3 separate regions of the Rattus norvegicus genome follow, and all the other regions are linked to region 3. A link is a contact called in public Hi-C data. All regions are on one chromosome and are shown on one strand. The core of a region is the stretch at or near the end of the contact, and the rest is flanking DNA. Distances in the headings are between cores, read along the strand shown. Region 1 has its middle 50 kb from the start of Cpo. Region 2 overlaps Cpo (carboxypeptidase O). Region 3 has its middle 33 kb from the start of Fastkd2.

Region 1 (2,700 bases), core at 149-2,648, 170 kb before region 3:
AACAAATTCATAATGGGAGAACTTTTGATCTCTCTCTCTCTCTCTCTCTCTCTCTCTCTCTCTCTCTCTCTCTCTCTCTCTCTCTCTCCCTGCCTCTCTATGGAGTTCTAGCTGTGCAGGAGCTTGCTATGTAGAGCAGGCTGAATTGGAATTCACCAGGAGCCACCAGCTTCTGCCTGAGTGCTGGGATTAAAGGTGTGTACCACCATGCCAGGCTAGATGTGCCTTTTCTGAGAATGACCCACCCACTCAAATGGGTGAATTCTTGAAACTGTACTTGCAATAACAGATAATTCCTTTACAGGTCAGAGATGGATAGCTGGCTCAATCTTAGAGCCTGTCAGGATGTTGAATCTGGGGTGATAATCAGTGTTTTAAGAATCTCCCTCTGGGGAAATGACATTCTTTTAAGGTCACCTCGTGAAAAGAGACTACTGTGAAATGAGAGAAAGAGAGAGGTGGTGCCTGGAAAGAGGTAGAAGCCAATGACTCACAGCCACACGAAGCCTTGCTGGGACTCTGTGGGTCCTAGGTTTCAAGTCTCTGTTCCCGTCTTCCAAGAGTGCAGGACTGTCACGTTCTAAGTAAGAGAAAAAAGCATGGATCCTTCCAACAATCCTCATGTTTGCACATCTGAGTGTGTGTTGCTTGTATACCTTTACTGAGATAATACCTATAACGACTGAGTGTTAGCGGCCATAGTCCATCTGTTCTCTTTTGGAAATGTCTGCTGGCGAGACTGAATTTCAGATGTGGCAACACAGGGAGGGGCACAGGGTACCACATAGCCAGAATACAGTTGTGATATCTCCTTATTCAAGGTCACCTGGAGTGCAGCTCCGGTTCCTTTGCACCAATGTGGATTCCGCACGACTAAACTGGAAGCTTCTTCGAGATGACCCCATCCATTTATTTTCACTCCCTGTAGCACTGCATTGTGGTATTGACTTTTCTGATGATGTTTATATAAAGATAGAAAGGAAAAACCTTTCTACTTCAATAATTTTCCATTTGGGCAAAACTTCTCTTGCCTTGATTTAGGAAATAATCACATTTTCTTTCTCTTTTTTGTTGAAACCTGCCTCTTCTCGCAGCTTTGTGTCAATGAGGAGATAGGTTTATTTAGCCAGTAATTTCCACTGCAGAAAATCTTGGGCCCAGATTGCCCTGCAAAAGCAATATGTTCTGTTTTATTTTTATATTACATTATATTTATTTTAATTGCATTCTCCATCTGGTCAAAGATGGCATTAGGCACTGTAAATGAAGAAAAGAAACAAAGAGAGAGAGCTAACCATGATAATAACTGAGATTATTATTTCTAAAAGATCCATCTAGGAGCACAATAACCTCCATGAGTGGGCAAATTCCACAGCCCTCTCACAAGAGAGCTCAGGAAAAATTGTGGGAAAGAAAGAAGATGAAGATAAGCTGATTGACGGGTTCCTGGGTCTTATGCATGGCCAGGATGAGGTTTTGCATTCAGCCCCTTCCTAAGTCAGTTCTTAGACGTGTGTGTGTGTGTGTGTGTGTGTGTGTGTGTGTGAGAGAGAGAGAGAGAGAGAGAGAGAGAGAGAGAGAGATTATAAAATGACTCTTAAGTAACACCTAAGCTATCTTCAGTCCTTTGATTATTTCCAAAGGTGTTCAGAAGGATGTAAATGCTGTTTCAACAAAACTTTTTTTTTAATATAAACTTAAGAAGGAATACGCACAGAGAGAGAGAGAGAGAGAGAGAGAGAGAGAGAGAGAGAGAGAGAGAGAGGAAGAAGAAGAAGAAGAGGAAGAGGAAGAGGAAGAGGAAGAGGAAGAGGAAGAGGAAGAGGAAGAAGAAGAAGAAGAAGAAGAAGAAGAAGAAGAAGAAGAAGAAGAAGAAGAAGAAGAAGAAGAAGAAGAAGAAGAAGAAGTCATTTTCTTCGTGTGTCTTGGAGATGTTTCTACAAAAAGCTGTGCTGGCAATTGGAGGCCTTCCAAATGAAGCCAGTATGACTGCAGGGGCCAATGTGCTACACACAAAATTCTTAAGTCAGACACACCCAGTGGAAGAGAAGGCACTCACAGTCAGGTCAGGATGCTGCACGAGTCATTATCATGGATGCTGTATTGTCTGTTCCTGTTTTAAAATGTGAACAAATTGCAGGACTCTAGGGGAGGGTTTGCACATGAAAGTTTGCCAAAAACAAGTGGGTGGTGACATTCCCAGACTGTAATCCATTCCTCCTCCCACTCCCTGTAGTCTATCACTTAGGATAGTTTATGTTTCAAAAAACAAAGCCTTATTTGAAATGGCTAAGGCAAATAGTGGAATTTTGATTCACACACAGTTGGACTCAAGAGACTATGACTTTAGATATGGCTGAAGGCAGAGATCCACCATATTCTGAGGGGGCAACATGGCTATGAGGGCCTTTTGTCTATTGAGATGTCATATCTTTCTTCCAAGACTGCTCTCTAGCTCAGGTTCCAGAAATGGCTTCACAGCTCTGTTATCACCAATGCCAGTGAGAAGAGAGAAGGGAAGGGGGAGGGAGAGAGTGGGCGAGGAAGAACGGGAATCTTTCCCAATCCTTAATAAGACCAAGGAAGAACTTTTCACCAACCCCCCCTAGGGAGAGTCTCCCTGCATTTATTGTTCCAAACTGGATCATGTGTTCACTCTAAAGGCAATTCGTGTAGGTGTGGAAACATGGACATCTGGAA
Region 2 (2,912 bases), core at 265-2,764, 140 kb before region 3:
GAGACATTTTCTTGATTAAGATTTCATCTTTCCGGATGACCCTACTTTGTGTCAAGTTCACATAAAAACTAGGCAGCACAAATCGGATATTAATAAATACGATACAGGCAAAGATCTGAATAGCGCCTGTAGGTTGAGACTTGATGCCCTCCTATATGTTAGACCAAACCTGCTGGGGAGGAAAGGTCCAGACAGCATGGATATTGCCCCTCAGCCAGTCCAGCCGAGCCTGGTCAACCAGCTGCCGACCACTTAGCTCAGCTGCATCAGCAGGCAGCACCAAGATCAGCAGAATTTTCTCACTGGTGTACAGGTGCATGCTCCACTGAGTTTTAGAAGGGTTTAGTTTATAGCTTTCTAGTTGTTAATAGCTAAGTAATACAACGGTCTTATAGAGCAATAAAAATTAATTACCAGCAAAACAAATGTTTAAAATGCTAGCACGACTCTTTATTAGAATATAGAGCATTTTTAGTTCCGGGGTTTGGTTGCTGTGCAACACACACCTTCACCCCAACCACATCCCCATCACTGGGGCTAAGCAGGCCAGAGTAGGACATACTTAAAGGAGACATGTGAAGAAGTAAAGCATGGCTGCTGCCGAGATAGTGAGTGCCCCCTTTGGGCCAGTAATTCTCATACACATCATCAAGGGGTAAGAAAATGGTTTCCCTGTCTCCTCATATATGCACTAGATCAGAGCAAACCCATGGGTACCATTGTCCACCAGCTCAAATGTGTATGAGAAGAGAAGGGGATCCCAATGCCTCCATTCCAGTCTTTTGAGGATCCTGACAGCATCTATAAATGAAAACGGGAAGATAAGTGTAGAAATCAGACTTTGAAAGGTGGGGTTCCATTGCCATCAAATAAAGGCTTCCCTGTAAAATGCAGGAGCTGTCCCTGATTAGGACCACTCCGTCCTTGGTAAACAGCTCCTATGGAAACTGCCTTTTATTGGGTCCTTGCTCTTCCTTGTGCCTGGAACATAGCAGAGACTTGGTTAAAGTTTCTCAGTTGATCAAAAAATGAGGCGACATCAAATTGCAAGGCAGAATCGAATGGACCAATTCTCACAAAGGAATTAAAAAAACAAACAGGCAAATGAATCACAGGACAATTATGACACAAATATTAGCTAGGTGGGCCCCAGGAGCTAAGGGTGGGGTTGTGGGTACGGGAGTAGTTTGGGGATTAGAAGACGGGTGCTAGGGTATACTTTAGATTTGGAGAAGGAGCATGCACTGTCAGCTGAAATCTCTCTTTGACTGTTTCCCCAGGCTTACTCTGATCTGTTTTCCTGGCAGGTGGGTCCTCTGGGACTGCCACCAACTGACCAAGGCTCAAAGGACAACCCCCCTCCTGTTAACTCCTGTGCCTTCTGACTTGCCAGCTCTTTTAAACTCAAGCCAGGGAAAATTCTGGTTTGAGCCAGCATCTCATTGTTTTTCCTTTGCACTCACGCCGTATCCCCAGAGAGTACAATACTGAATCACACAGACTTCCTTTTATCCTTGGTCATTTTGATTCATACAGCTCTCTGTGGGTCCTAGGAACTCCTACTCATTGGCCCAGCTCACCTTCTAAACTTCATTGATTTCTTCTGTGCCTTGGATACCATTAAAGAAGAAGAAGGAGAAGAAAAAGTATTCTTACATAAAATATCTGCACCCGATCCAACTCTATAATTGGTTCCATGCTTTGCTTTCAGGGCTCTTGCCGCCTTCTGTCCAACTTGAATCTGTAGGTGGGAAATGCCGAGAGAGCTGGTGTTAAAAATAAATCCGACAATCCAAGAGTTTTATATTTTGTACAGATCTACCCCTGAGGTTTTAGACTATCTCTCTAACCACCCGTTGGGCATTAGTATCCAGGTAGGCTGTTGGTAGCCCACACTAACCACGCCCACACTTCTTTTCATTCTGTCTTCCACCAGCAAGACTGTTCCAACTTCCTTGTTTCTGGTCCTGCATATTACTACAGCACATGTGTAAAGTCCTGTGGATTTCTTTAGCTTCTCCCCCCCCCCAAGTCACCAATGTGGCTTTCCATTGCGTTACTCCATCTCAGAATCATTACCCCAAAATTAGCCTGTTGCGTCTTCTAATACATTTCTTTTCCTCCCATCAATCTTTATCCGAGTTGACCCCACGTGGCTTCCGGATGCACATATCTATGTTCTTGATCCTGCTGAAAAGCGTTCAGTAACTGCTCTCTGCCCACTGAATTAAACACAGACTGCCTAGCCTAGATTTTGAGATCCTCTACAATATGTTCCTAATCTATCATTCTAATAATGCCCCCTATACACTTACCCCAATTGTAGTCAAACTCCCTTAATGTCCCTTAGCTTCTCCTTTTCTAGAATGTTACATCTACCTAGAACCCCTACCTATCAGAATTTACCCAACTTTGAGGGACCACTTTCTCAAACATCAGCTTCTCTGTGCATCTTTTTCTGATCTCCCCGCTGGCTTCTCTTTCTTCCCATGTTGTCTCTTTCTCATCTCTTAGTTCATAGTCTTTTGTGGTTTCACACACTCGCTTTTTCTTACAGATCTTTGATACATCTCTCTACTTCTGTGTCTCCCGATTCTTCAAGAAATTCCTCAGAACTAGACAATCTGTTAAGTGTCAGCCTTCCTTTCTACAGATTCTTTCCCAAGATCAGTCACTACTAAAGCTTATCACTTATCAGACTTCTGCTACGTTCTCTTCCTGACCTCCTGATAAAACTTTCACATATGACTGTTGACAGACCTTCTAAGTATTTCTGATTCCAGACATCCCAACATGATAGCCAATCCTCTAAATGCTTAGATTCTACACAGACACCACCGAAACCCCTTGTCACTCCTGCCCACACTGTGACGTTCAGAGGTGTTGGTCCCAGTCAACCAGGCTGCACTTAG
Region 3 (2,700 bases), core at 71-2,570:
TGCTGTGAAGAGACACCATGACCAAGGCAACTCTTATAAAGGACAACATTTAATTAGGGCTGGATTACAGGTTCAGAGGTTCAGTCCACTATCCTGGGAAGCACCGCAGAGTCCAGACAGACTTGGTGCTGGAGAAGGAGCTAGAGTTCTTCGTCTTAATACAAAGGCAGCAACAAAAAAATAAAAAAAGACTGTGTCTTCTTCTGAAAGCAGTCAGCAGGAGGCTCTCTTTCCACACTGGGAGGAGCTTGATTGTAGAGACCTCAAAACCTACCCCACAGTGACACACTTCCTCCTATGAGGCCATACCCACTAATAGTGCCACTCCCCATCAGCCACACCCACACATGAGTCTATGGGGATCAACCTATTCAAACCACCACAGTGCTATTGTCTGGCTATGTCTTGAACATGTGCCCTAAGGGCTGCTCATTGGAAGCTCAAGGTTGGGGAGGTGATGCAATGTTTAAAAGAAGTGGGGGTCTTCTGCAAGCTGATTGAGTCACTAAGGAGATGAATATGGGTCTGTATGATCGTGGTCAAAGAGCCTTTCCCTTTCTGCTCTTGGCTTCCTGTCTCACTACGTGAGTTTTCCCACTCACATGTGCTTTCCACGTGCTGGCAACTGCCATGATGCAATGCCACTAGAGGTGCCACTCCAGGGCTAGCACTGCTCATGTGAGCAGCCCAGTAAAGTACCCATCCTTAGCCACTCTGTCACAATGTAAAACAAACTCATAAGAACGACTTGTCTACAGTGTCTTTCCTCAGTGAAATATAGTCCTGAGGTATAGGGCACTGAACCCAAAGCTGCCTTTGTGCCAGACCTGGGCTGTGCAACTTCAGCTCTTAGACTCAGTTCCCTGAAGCTAAGTAAAGAAAATTCCCATTTTTTTTTTCAAAAAAAAGCTCTCTATGTACACACACAAAAAAATGTATTATTTTATCTAGCGACTGGCTCTGATGGGTACTTCCCTTATTTAATATGTAGGCCTTCTCTAAACATGAAAGGAGCAGGGTGAGACATGAACTTGGCTCAAAGCACTTCCGTTTAACAAGCCAGTCAGTCCCTCGGAGTCATGTTCGGAAGGCTGTTTTTATTGTTCGTGTTTTTGCTTTTGTAATTAATTAATTGCCGATAATGCTTTTTTGTTATATTTTTATAGTTAATTAGCAAGCATTGGGAGCAGGCAGCAACTTTTCATAGACTGCATAAGCACACAGATAAGAAATCGGCATCGCTACTGGAGTGCGCAATCACGGATTACTGGGCTGCTCGCACGAGAATTACAGACTAATTCAACTACAATAAAAAATTACACTTGAAGAGCTTATTATATACTATTCCTTCCCCTTCTGAGGAATGTCTGAGCAGAAGCCTAGCATGGCTACCATGGCAACTATAACGCAAAATTGGCAGTAACTTTATGAATTGCAAATTCTGCTAAGGGTGTTGGGGAATTTTTTTCTTCCTTCCATTTTTAACCATCTCATCTGCATTATCCCAGCAATATGTTAAACAAGATTTGGGGGAACTCAGCAATTACTTGGAAACAAGCTGTGTTTTAAAGCCTCAAATTCCATTTTTCTAACGAAGGCGCATGTTCACAGGGAACCCCCAGTTTACCTGGTTTTCATGTTCCGTGGTTTTAACTGAGCTCTTAACATACTGATCACCCTCACCTTTTCTGAGGAGAGTCGGGGTACTCTAACAAAGGGACTCACTATATTCCTTCCTGAACAAACAAACAAACAAACAAACAATAATGCTACAACCAGTTTCTCCCTCCGAGTAAATTCAGTTGTGATTCTCCATCAAAACATTCACCAAAGAAATGGTCAGTCCTTCTTGTTTTCCTCCCTCAATCCCATCACACATGAGTCACATGACAATGGGAAGCAGGCAGCACCCAACGAGGCTTGCTGACTTGGGATTTAGACACTTGCAAAGGTTAAGCAAAATCACGCAGTTCTGCATGGCATGTGGTCCTCCTCACTTAAGAGGCCTGGAATTGAGAGGAGAGTCACATAGCATCATGCCACCTTCTACCTCTGATTTTTGCCTCATCCATTTCACAAGTCTGTTGTAAAAATCATATGAGACAATGTGTTTGAATGCTGCCATGTCCCATTAAAATACAACAACCCAGAATTCCGATTTTCAAATTTGATACAACTCTTAATAAAAAGCTAAAGTATAAATGGATTTTATTCTGAATCTAGCACCAGGAAAAAAAAGTGATGGTTTGCCAAAAGATAGTTCAGGTCTTGGGCAACACTCTGAAATGAAGGTAGGAACAAAAATATGAATGAAATCCTACTCTATGACAAAAGACATAAATAGTTGCCTCTCCAAACTGTCTGTTTGCAATGAGTGAGACAGAAAATGACTTTGTGAAGCACATCTCTAAGAGAAGAGTCCTTCTGTGTCCTCAGTGCAGGGCACACAGCAGCATTTTGAGGAAACAAGGAGTCTGCTGGTGTGCTCTTTTCTGTCTGTCCTGTTCCATAGCAACCCACACCTCCCCACTCCCCGGGGTCAGAACTCTAGCTGTCTCCTGCCATTAAACAATAGTCTTCAGAAAGGATGTGCCACAGAACAGCTGATGCACATAAATTATTTTAGACAAGGTAATCAGAGGAATCAAAAGGCTTTAAGAGACAGGCTCTTGAGTTGCTCTGAAGACTTTCTGGTCATAG

What was found. A called contact is a pair of places that touch in the nucleus more often than the background predicts.
Region 1: a Hi-C map of frontal cortex shows a contact between it and region 3, with 3 times the contacts expected there. The contact joins two enhancer-like sites. A contact is called at or near these places in 2 of 12 Hi-C or Micro-C datasets (frontal cortex and kidney).
Region 2: a Hi-C map of frontal cortex shows a contact between it and region 3, with 3 times the contacts expected there. The contact joins two enhancer-like sites. A contact is called at or near these places in 3 of 12 Hi-C or Micro-C datasets (the A7r5 cell line, Schwann cells and frontal cortex).

What each region holds. Positions count from the first base shown.
Region 1 is chr9:72,862,804-72,865,503 of GRCr8, reverse strand. No RefSeq gene overlaps it. Among named protein-coding and RNA genes, the nearest start is that of Cpo, 50 kb to the right of the region's middle. Within about 2 kb of position 1,398, at least 14 of the 93 cell types and tissues checked have an H3K27ac peak or open chromatin away from gene starts, as enhancers often do.
Region 2 is chr9:72,829,628-72,832,539 of GRCr8, reverse strand. Cpo (carboxypeptidase O) reads right to left here. Exons shown (of 12, transcript XM_039084310.1): 9 at 1,657-1,741; 10 at 1,437-1,438; 11 at 754-801; 12 at 484-751. The coding sequence ends at 692. Among named protein-coding and RNA genes, the nearest start is that of Cpo, 17 kb to the right of the region's middle. Within about 2 kb of position 1,514, at least 19 of the 93 cell types and tissues checked have an H3K27ac peak or open chromatin away from gene starts, as enhancers often do.
Region 3 is chr9:72,693,796-72,696,495 of GRCr8, reverse strand. No RefSeq gene overlaps it. Among named protein-coding and RNA genes, the nearest start is that of Fastkd2, 33 kb to the right of the region's middle. Within about 2 kb of position 1,320, at least 11 of the 93 cell types and tissues checked have an H3K27ac peak or open chromatin away from gene starts, as enhancers often do.